Regions from separate parts of the Mus musculus genome. Here all the other regions are linked to region 3. Evidence: chromatin contacts called from public HiChIP or PLAC-seq and promoter capture Hi-C data. All regions are on one chromosome and are shown on one strand. Each heading gives the region's core, a stretch centred on a gene start, on an enhancer-like site or on the middle of the called end of the contact. The rest is flanking DNA. Distances are from core to core; before and after follow the strand shown.

Region 1 (3,220 bases), core at 15-2,514, 290 kb after region 3:
TGTGGAAAGACATGAGCTGATGCTTTCATGAATGAAAGCTACTGTTGCAGAGAGTTTTTAAAAATGCTTAGAGAGCAATGGGAAAGGGGAACTTTATTCTTTAAATAATCTCTAGGCTTTGCATAGGTGTGCAATGATTCCAAAGATTTGCAGTACTGAAATACACTCAGGGCCGGGCGTAGTGCTGCACGCCTTTAATCCCAGCACTCGAGAGGCAGAGGCAGGCGGATTTCTGAGTTGGAGGCCAGCCTGGTCTACAAAGTGAGTTCCAGGACAGCCAGGGCTACACAGAGAAACCCTGTCTCGAAAAACAAAACAAAACAAAAAACAAAAAAAAAACAACAGAAAAAAAGAAATACACTCAGTGTAGCAGATCACTGTTTTAGTTTACATAATTACTTAATGCTACACTTAATTGTAAGTTTGTGTGGTTTAGCTACTAAAAAATTTCCTACATTGGAGTCCTTACTTGGTGGGTATTATAGAGAAATGGAGTACATTTTCTAAAAACTCCCTCATGCCTCTTTCTGTGAATCAGTTATAACCCAAGCCTGGATATTAGCACTTCTCAGCTTTTTAATATTTTTTTAGTAAATGATTTCCTAAAGAAATCTCATGTCTGATAAAGGGACTTTTGAGCATTGTAGAACTCAGGAGGATACAGATGTAGAATGGGTAAAATTCCACCTTTTTATTTAGTTTGAGCTTTGGAAAGTTATTTAGGAATTCTTTAATACATGGGAGACAGTCTTTTGTAAGATGTATCATACTTTCATCCTTGAAAATTGATGCCTTTTGTATGTTTTTTGTTCCATTTGCATTAAAACAAACACAGTAGTAAGTTGCTTCAGGAGTTGAGGCAAGAGGGAGCTTGCTGTCTGGGCCTTCTCTGTGCTTCTCTGAGCTACGAGGCTGAGAAGATCTTCAAGTGGATTTTCAGCAAGTTTAGCTCATCTGCGAAAGATGAGGTGAAGCTCCTCTACTTGTGTGCCACTTACAGAGCGCTGGAGACTGTGGGGGAGAAGAAAGCCTTTTCTTCGGTGATGCAGGTGAGAGCCAGGGACCCACAATGCAGTGCAGTGAGGTAAAGGGCAGGCCTAGCTGCCTCCTGTTGAGGGCAGCACTGTGAAAATGAATGCCTTTTAAGTCCAAGTAAAGTTAGGGTTAAAGTAACTGAATTTTAGACATTTATGTCTTTTTAGTTTTTAGAAGCTTCCCTTTGAAGTTGCTTAATACTAGAGTGACTTGCAGATTTGAAAGTAGGAACTCTACTGTGAGAGTTCAGTCAGAGGCCGTCAGCATTTGAGAGAGACTAACGCTAAACATCACAGCTAATTTCTAAATCTTTCCCCCCCCCCCTTTAAAATTCCCTAAATTTAGATTTGATGTCAAAAATTATAAATCTAAATACTGCAAATACTTCTGAATATCTGGATATATAGAAAAGCTCATTCCCAACGTAGGTTTTTTTCTTTCTTTTTTGAATATAAGATGTCACTGTCTGCGCCACTGTTCTCTAATGTTTTACCTTTCTGCCTTGGCCCTGAGAGCCAAGGCTCTATGCTGGATCTGAGAAATATTTATATAACATTTTTGTTGAGGGAATGTTTGAAAAAAATAAGTTATTTTGTACCTGGAATAGCTGATGTCTATTTATTTATTTATTTGTTTAGAGGCAGAGTCTTACTATGTATTCTGCTTAGCTCAAAACCAAAGAGATCCTCCTGCTGCTGTCTTTTGAGTGCTGGGACTAGAGGGTTGTGATACTATGCCTAGCTTTGTTTGCTTTTTACAGCTCTCAAACTGCTTTATTTTGAGTAATTTAAAAAATATATGTATGTGTGTTTGTTTGTGTGAATGTATCAAAAACTGATATACATTTTTCCTTGATTATAGAAACTTATGAAAGTTTATAATAATTACTTGTAACTAAACAACATAGTAGCAAATTGGTCTAATTTTACATATAGTAGTATTTTCTAACTGCAGTTTGAAAGATTCCAAATCCACAGGAAGATATGTAGATCACTCTTTGTTTTTTTTGTTTGTTTGTTTGTTTTCTGAGACAGGGTTTCTTTTTACTAAGAGAGCTTGCTCTAGAACTTGCTCTGTAGATTAGTCAGGCCTCTGCCTCTAGTGTACTAGGATTAAAGAGTGTCACTCTACCTGCCTTAAATATTCTTTAACTCAGGCTTATCACTTTTTTTTTTTTTGTGGTGGGGAGTCAGGTGTTGCTGAAGATTATAATTATACCCCAGGCCTCATGTATATTAAGAATAGTACTGTGGAGGCATTTCGTCAGCCCCCACTTAATCACATTTTGCTAAAAGCTGTTTTATTGGTTTACTTTTTGTTTTTTAAGTCAGGGTCTTACTCTATATAGCCCAGGCTGGCCTGGAACTCATGGTGATCCTCCTGTACCTGCTTCCCAAATGCTGGAGTTACAAGGGGTACTACCGTATCTGTTTTTTTTCTTTATCTTTTTTGGTGTTGAGGTATGTGTGGTATTCACTTGTTTGGAGGACAGAGGTAGGTTTTGTTTTTTCTTTTGTTCTCCACCTTAGTTTTTTGAGCCATGGTCTCTCACTGCCTGGTCCATAAACCCCAGTGACCGCCTGTCTCCAGCTCCTCCTCCCATCATAGTGCTTGAGTTACAGACATTTGTCATTACATCTAGCCTTGAGTGGGTGTTAGCAAGCGAGCCCAGGTCCTCATGCTTATATGACTGGCACTTTACCAACCTAGCTTCCTATCTTCCATCTTCCTATCACTTACAATTGATTTTCACATACACACTTTACCAACCTAGCCATCTTCCTATCACTTACAATTGATTTTCACATACACATTTTTTGAGGAAGTATTTGAAGATAAATACATAATGAAAATTCACCCTGTTACTATTTTAGTACATATCACCGAAGAACAAGCCTATCCTCTTCTTTATCAGCAGTATTATTCATCTAAGGAAAGGTATTTTATTTTCTATACACTATGTGTCCAAATTTCTATAATTGTTCTTAAGGCACCATTTATATTTATGGTTCCTCTGACCCAGGAACCCACTTAAGATTCAAGCATTGCCTTTGGTACTGTGCTTTTAAAAGCTTCCTTATAAAAATAGTTTTACACGATCACTTTTTGTTTTATTGTATGCCAGCAGCCCCCCGCCCCCCCCCCCCGCGGCGTCCCCCCCCCCCCCCCCCTTGATGCATTGCAG
Region 2 (3,342 bases), core at 632-3,131, 380 kb after region 3:
GGATCAGCTAGCCAAATCCCCACAGAACTAACTAGGATCTCAGATTCATTAACTACCACCCCTCCCCACTGCTGCTTTGATCTGAATTCCTGAAGTCATTCCTATTGGGTCCATGTTAAGGAAATTGGGAGACTGGATGTGAGTTTGAGGTCAGTCTGAAATAGACCTGTGCTCAAAATCCTTATAAACCTTGGGAAAGCCTGTGGTCCTTTTGTGGGGTGAATTATGACTGGGAATGAAGACTTCCCCTGTTGTGAGAGAAGATGAAGGGGACTCTGGCGGCCAGAGCATGACAAAGATGGTTCTGGCGGGCCTTTTTCTTCTCCCTTCCTCTTTTCTAAAAACTATTAGGTTACATTCCTAAAGCTCTCTTATTTGGTCACTTATTTGCTCACTTCCTTCTGAGGCTGACTACCAAGGTCCAGCTTTCAAAGGATGGAGGTCCAGCAACCAAAAGTCCCCTTGCAGCTACCCTAATTAACGTGTCTAACCAGAGTTAGACACTTCATCCTAACAAGAGGTTTTTTCCCCCTTTACCCTCATAAACTGTCGTTTGCTCAAGGGCCACACCTGTCTCCTCTCTATGCAGAGGCAGTTCTTTGTTCCCAGGACTTACATCCTTTCCCTCCCTCTCCCTTGTTCCCCTCTCCCTCACCTTCTATCTCCTGTCTTTGTCTCTCATTCCCTGTCCTTTGTTCCTCTGGGGGAAATAAATCTTGTGCCAAACACTGCTGAGCACTGCCACATTTGTGTGGTCTCTCAAAAGCTCCTCTGAGTGGTTCTATCATCCCTGTTTTAGAGATGGAGAAACTGATTTGTCCATTCAGTTTTTTCTTCAACTATATGTCGAGGACCTACTATGTGGCAGATGCTTCTCCAGACTTAGTGTGAACAGCAATGAACGAAGCTTCCCGAACCTCTGTAGGCTTGAAGCTTAATGGTCCAGGCTAGGAGTCAACAGATTCACTTGAGGTGTAACCCCAGTTACAGAAGTGAGGCAGACAGATCACAGGGCTGCATAATAGGAGGAGGAGGAGGAGGAGGAGGAGGAGGAGGAGGAGGAGGAGGAGGAGGAGGAGGAGGAGTGTAACCCCAGTTACAAAAGTGAAGCAGACAGATCACAGGGCTGCATAATAAGAGGAGGAGGAGGAAGAAAAGTGGACCTTAAGCCGGGCATGGTGGCACACGCCTTGAATCCCAGCACTCAGGAGGCAGAGGCAAGCGGATTTTTGAGTTCGAGGCCAGCCTGGTCTACAGTGAGTTCCAGGACAGCCAGGGCTATACAGAGAAACCCTGTCTCGAAAAACAAAAAAACAAACAAAAAAAAAAAAAAAAAAAAAAAAGAGAGAGAGAGCGAGAGAAGCGGACCATGGCAGTAATCCCTGTTACTAGTCAAGATTTTCATGACTCCGGGGACAGCATTGGGCCACTACTGGTCTCCAAAAGCCAAATTCAAGCCAAACCAACCAAAACAATAATAACAAAAGCCAAGTGCTGTGATGTTTAATCTCAGCACTGGGAGGCAGAGGCAGGTGGAGGCTAGAAGTCAGCTTGGTCTTCATAGTTCCAGCCCAGCCGAAGCTACCTAGTGAGTTTCATTGTGGCAAACAAAACTAAACGCAAGAACCCGCAGTGGCGTTAATGCCAAAACCCTAGAGGCTGAGGCAGGACTGCCGCGAGTTTCAGAGCGACTAGCAGCCCACCATTTCTAGTTTCATCTGCCCCTCCCAGAGGAGGCCCCGCCCTCGCATTGGTTGTCCTATAAGAAATCACAGGGTTTTGGGTTTTTTTTTTTTAAGTGTGTGACCATGAAGTCTCGCGATAGCGCTTCCGCTTCCCATAATTCCGTGCGTTTGCCCGGCCCACTCTCTTTCTGCCATCTTCCCTCGCCGGTGAGTGAGTGTTTGTGAAACTCCGTGTTCATCCGTGTGGTATCTGTGCCATCCCTTTACCCCGTGTTCGCTTTCGGAGTCCCGTGGGCCTATAGATCCCTGCAGGGGCCGTAGTCTCCGTCTGCCGGGGTCGGGGGCTATGGGTAGCCCTTTGCGGGAGCCGGCCCACTGCAACAGGCCGGGCTCGGCTCGGGCCGGCGGGGACGGTGGCCCGCGTGGGCCCTGCAGCCTCCGGTGTCTGCGGGAGCTCTGGAGTCCCGAGTGTCCCACGCGGCCGTGGCCAGGGTTGGCGCGGGGAGTTAGGCTCAGCCACTCACTGCCGAGTTAGGGAACCACGTCGTGGTTTACTCTTGGCGCGTAAAATACGCCTTGGCAGCGTCCTGAGGAGCCGTGGAGGTAGCCTATGGGTTGTGGCCGTTCAGTAGGCTGGCTGGGCTCCCTGTCACGTACTGCCTCTTCTCCCGAAAGGGGGTGTGTGTGTGTGTCTGTGTGTTAAATGGTTACCTGTAAATGAGTTAAGTCGCGTTAACCTCTTGACACACTGCTGGCTTTGAAAATCTTGGCAGACGGTGCCAGAACTTTTTCCTAATGACAGTTCCCGCACCCCCACTTTCAGTTTGGCTAGCTGGTCGGTCCCACCATTTCGAAGGCTATCTTCTGTGTGGTGAGGCTCGGCTTGTGTCATTCTCTCCCCAGCTATTTTGTGTGGTGGGTGGTATGAATAGGAGTGTCTTGGAGGGCTAGACTCTGAAGAACAGTGCTGAACAGTCGGGAAATTGTAGTGAATTTTTCCTGGTTCTTGGGAATGTTGCTTAGACCTAGGAAAAGCTAATGGGGGTAGGACAGCATGATTGGGTGTTGATGCAAACCCCGGCTTTTCTTTCCACAGCCACCATGGTGCGAATGAATGTTCTGGCGGATGCTCTCAAGAGCATCAACAACGCTGAGAAGAGAGGCAAACGCCAGGTCCTCATCAGGCCATGTTCTAAAGTCATCGTTCGGTTCTTAACCGTGATGATGAAGCACGGTGAGTATTGGTGTCTTGGGTTTTTGACAGTGCTGGATCTGGGAGGGAAAGACAGTAACCGTTCAAGAAAAGAATGGGTGTGTTGATGCTAACTCCCAAAAATTTTTATGTGATACGGAGCTTTCAGAATTCTGATGCAGAGACTCAGATGAGAGAAAAATCTAATAGGCAAAAAGTTAGTGTTGGCGTAAAGGTTTAGGTCTCAAATTGATGTCTGGTTTGACGCTGGTCACTTGTTTTATAGGATACATTGGTGAATTTGAGATCATTGATGATCACAGAGCTGGGAAGATTGTTGTGAACCTCACAGGAAGGTTGAACAAGGTAAGACATCTTGCTTCTCAAATTGCAGCTGTCTGCCACTTCACAGTGTTGTCATTCTTGCTCTACTTCCCTGATTTAAGGAATTGGCTAAGGCTATGC
Region 3 (3,464 bases), core at 838-3,337:
CTGAGACTGGAGGAAATACAGAATATCAAGGAAGGTAGTTATACATACCAGCTAAGGCCACGTGACCAGCTGCAGACACGATTATAATGGACACAGTGTTTCTGTCGTATTTTGCTAAGAATGTGAACACATATGAACATATACACTAAGCAGACATTTTGCTTTCTTCCATTTCTCTAATGTAATATAACATAGGTTGAGATAATATTAGTGATTATTATCATATTTACGTCATGAAACTCTAAAAGACTAAGCATCCCTCAAGGGACATTGCCATCTAGTCTAAAATATATAACTAATTAGTGATTGTATGTGGCTAGTTATATCATGTTGGGCAGAATTATGACCTAGTTATTGTTTTTATTTGGAAGTTAAGGGTGATATAAGGCAAGGTGACTGTGTGTCAGGTTGTCAAGGGGTGGATGTGTGGTGGTAAATCTTGGTATCAACTTAAACACAAGGGGGGCACCTTGTGAGGACACCCTAGGAATCCTCTGGACTCTGGCAACAGCATACATGGGATCTAAAAATAAATCCAGTGGCTGGGGAGATGGCTCAGTCAGTATAACACTCGCCTCACAAGCACGAAGACCCTTGTTCCATCCACAGAACCTCTGTGAGGAGGAGGCAGGTATGGAGGAGCAGCACACGATGGCCCGAATGTGAAACTCCAGCACTGGGGAGGTAGAAACAAGCCAATGCCTGGAGCTGCTGGCCACCGAAACAGCAACCTCAGGTTCAGTGAGACACCCTGTCTCAAAACCCAAGGCGGAATAGCACCCAAGGAATGACACTGAGGAATAACACCCAAGGTTAACTTATGGCTTTCACATATAAATGTGAGTGAACACACACACACACACACACACTTCTGCTTAGCCTGACTAGTTCAGTCAGGATCTCCTGGACTAATGCTGGGATGACCCTCTATCCTGGTTCTATGGTTGGGATCCCATATGCTCTAAGTCATTTACCCTTGCTCCCCTTATACAGCAGCAAGGTGTAATAAGTGTGAACAAATACAGACGACTATTCAAATACATTCAAATTGTTCCTGGGACTTTCGTGTTATGAAAAAGCGCAGGCTTTCCAGGTTTGTAAGAGTCCTCACAAAGGACTCAGAAAAAAAAAAAATGCCCAAAGGACACATGGACCTCTTCCCTGGCCACCCTGCCTTCTGACTCCTCTAGATGGAAGCACAGCTCTGCAAAGGCTGTGTGACTTTGGGTGATCTTTGGAACCTGGCTGGACTCTAGTATCAGAAAATCTGAGAAGATACTACTTATTGGCAATAGATATTAGCACTAAGGTCTTATCAGTATGGATTAGCATTAAAGTACAGAGTAAGTATGTACCATGTGACTGATGCAGGTATAAGGCAAACCAAAACCAAAACACAGTTCTTTCTTTCTTTTCTTTCCTTTTTAAAGTAAGTGTGTGTGTGTGTGTGTGTGTGTGTGTGTGTGTGTGTGTGTGTGTGTGCTTGCATATACGAGGAGGTCAGAGGGTAGGTAACTTGCAGAACACTTCTCTCCCTCCACTATGCAGGTTTGAGAATCAAACTCAGGTGGTGAGGCTGGGCATCAAACCTGTCTCCTGTCCTGCAAAAACTATCATTATCGCTTTGCACCAGCTCTCCCAGGTCTCAGATCCAACACTACCTCGTCAGACACCCTACAGTTTGGGGCAGGACTCTGAGGATCATCCTTTGGAAGATCAACCTGTACTCCTTCATTCAGCTTCCTTTCAGAACATCTGCTGGTGGGAATCTTTGTTTTTGAGACAGTCTATGTAGCCCAGACTAGTCTTGAACTCATGACTCCAGCCTCGGGATCAGAGGCAGTCATCACCACCCTTCTCTGTTCGTAGTCCCGTTTTACCAGACTGTGAGCTTGAATAACAGGCAAGAGAACCTCCACACTATCAACTGCATTCCCAGCCCTTAGGCTCCTGTCTAGTGCTTAGTAGGTACTCTACAGAGGTTTACAAGACAGCACAGCGGCAGACAGCTAGGGGCCACTTCCGCCCGAGCCTGCCACGCCGCCAGCGGGACTCGTTGGGGGTGGGGCCGGGCGAAGGGAGGGCCGGGCGGTGGGGCTGCAAGCCTTCCTCCAGCAACTTCCCAGTAAGTGCGGGATCAGATGCAGCCACCGCCCCGGAACCAGGCCTTCCCCGTTCTGCCTTCCAGGAGGGGGCCCAGGAGTAGCCCTCGGGAGTGCAGTCTCCCGCAAGTCCCGAAGTCCCTCTGGCCACCCGACGTCGAACCAGGCGGAGGCTGGGAGGGGGCCGCCCTCCCCGCGAGGCTCCAGACTCCGGCATTTCCTCCCGGCTGCCCGGCGCGGCCTTCCCCTCCGAAAGAAGAAAATCCCGGGACCCGAGTAACCCGGCCGATCGCCCCTGTGCACAGCTGTGGCGGAGCCAGGAGGGCCGCCCAGGGTAGGGTAGGAGTCCGGGGCAGAAGCCAGCCCAGGGCAGCGCGGCTGGGACTGAGCGGGACAGGGACAGGGCGCGGTCAGGGGCCGGAGCGAGCTGCGCGGGCGGCGCCTGGAAGGGGAACTTGAGCTAAGAGTGGAGGCAGAGCAGCGGGGCTGCTGGCCCCGGCGCTGCGAGCGGGGAGCCTCCTTCAAGGCCAAGGACACGGGGGCCTCGGGGCCTCCGGGACGCTGCGCGCATGCTGGGCAGGGGACACCACCCGGGCTCGCGCCCTGGGCCGCCCGGTCTCCCGGCATGTCCGTGCGGTACACGCTCAACCTGCGGGTCTTCTGGCCCTTGGTGACCGGGCTGTGCACGGCGCTGGTGTGCCTCTACCATGCCCTACGCAGCAGCGAGGATGCCCGGGCCGAGTCCCCCGACGGCGCAGACAGCGGTTTCCCGTTGCTCAAGGTGGCCATCCTTCTTCTCCTCGGCTACATCCTCCTACGATGTCGCCACGCCATCCGCCAGCGCCTGTTGCCAGGCTCTTCCCGCCCGCGTGGTCATGCCAACTTCTCAGCCAGATCCTTGCAAGAGCCAGGCCTGAGCATCTTACTGGAGAGTTACTATGAGCACGAAGTGCGCCTGTCGCCGCATGTGCTAGGTCACAGCAAGGCACATGTGAGCCGGATTGTGGGGGAACTAGTGCAAGCTGGCCGGGCCCGAGGGTCTCCAGGCCTCATCACCGGGGGAGCACTGGCTTTGGCCTTCCGGGGAGACTTCATCCAGGTGGGCAGCGCCTATGAACAGCATAAAATCCGCCGACCCGACAGCTTCGACGTGTTGGTGCCACTGCGACTCCCGCCGCAGGTGGCGCTGGAGCCGCGGAGCCTGGGGACCGAACCCTCGCTGACCCCAGCCTTCCGCAGCTGCTTCGTGTGCGCCCTCAAGGCACCACCCTCGCCATCGGGGGCCTCGACGGGCCAGTGGCATCGCGACTGCAAACCCTTCGCTGAAGGCTTCTGTGTGGATGTGCAGGGCCGTCGCCACCT

The links. Promoter capture Hi-C pulls out the DNA fragments that hold promoters and counts their contacts. HiChIP or PLAC-seq counts read pairs in DNA pulled down with a chosen protein or histone mark.
Region 1: an H3K4me3 HiChIP or PLAC-seq map of bone marrow-derived macrophages shows a contact between it and region 3, with 3 times the contacts expected there. The contact joins the enhancer-like site here to the promoter of Itpripl2 in region 3. A contact is called at or near these places in 2 of 39 promoter capture datasets (the C10 cell line and liver), 1 of 115 datasets of contacts at active chromatin or transcription factors (bone marrow-derived macrophages) and 2 of 9 other capture datasets (bone marrow-derived macrophages and liver).
Region 2: a promoter capture Hi-C map of 3T3-L1-derived adipocytes shows a contact between it and region 3, with 6 times the contacts expected there. The contact joins the promoter of Rps15a here to the promoter of Itpripl2 in region 3. A contact is called at or near these places in 18 of 39 promoter capture datasets (the 3T3-L1 cell line, 3T3-L1-derived adipocytes, the C10 cell line and 11 more), 7 of 484 Hi-C or Micro-C datasets (Th1 cells, Th2 cells, bone marrow-derived macrophages and 3 more), 6 of 115 datasets of contacts at active chromatin or transcription factors (the NIH/3T3 cell line, bone marrow-derived macrophages, effector CD8 T cells and 2 more) and 3 of 9 other capture datasets (adipose tissue, liver and macrophages).

Annotation. Positions count from the first base shown.
Region 1 is chr7:118,204,630-118,207,849 of GRCm38.p6, reverse strand. Smg1 (SMG1 homolog, phosphatidylinositol 3-kinase-related kinase (C. elegans)) reads left to right here. Exons shown (of 63, transcript NM_001031814.1): 6 at 836-1,049. Among named protein-coding and RNA genes, the nearest start is that of Gm40454, 24 kb to the right of the region's middle. Within about 2 kb of position 1,264, at least 21 of the 459 cell types and tissues checked have an H3K27ac peak or open chromatin away from gene starts, as enhancers often do. A contact at or near this core is called in bone marrow-derived macrophages, where this site is marked.
Region 2 is chr7:118,114,686-118,118,027 of GRCm38.p6, reverse strand. It overlaps Rps15a (ribosomal protein S15A), which reads left to right and starts at 1,881. Exons shown (of 5, transcript NM_170669.2): 1 at 1,881-1,892; 2 at 2,782-2,919; 3 at 3,164-3,243. The coding sequence starts at 2,787.
Region 3 is chr7:118,490,598-118,494,061 of GRCm38.p6, reverse strand. It overlaps Itpripl2 (inositol 1,4,5-triphosphate receptor interacting protein-like 2), which reads left to right and starts at 2,087. Exons shown (of 1, transcript NM_001033380.3): 1 at 2,087-3,464. The coding sequence starts at 2,728.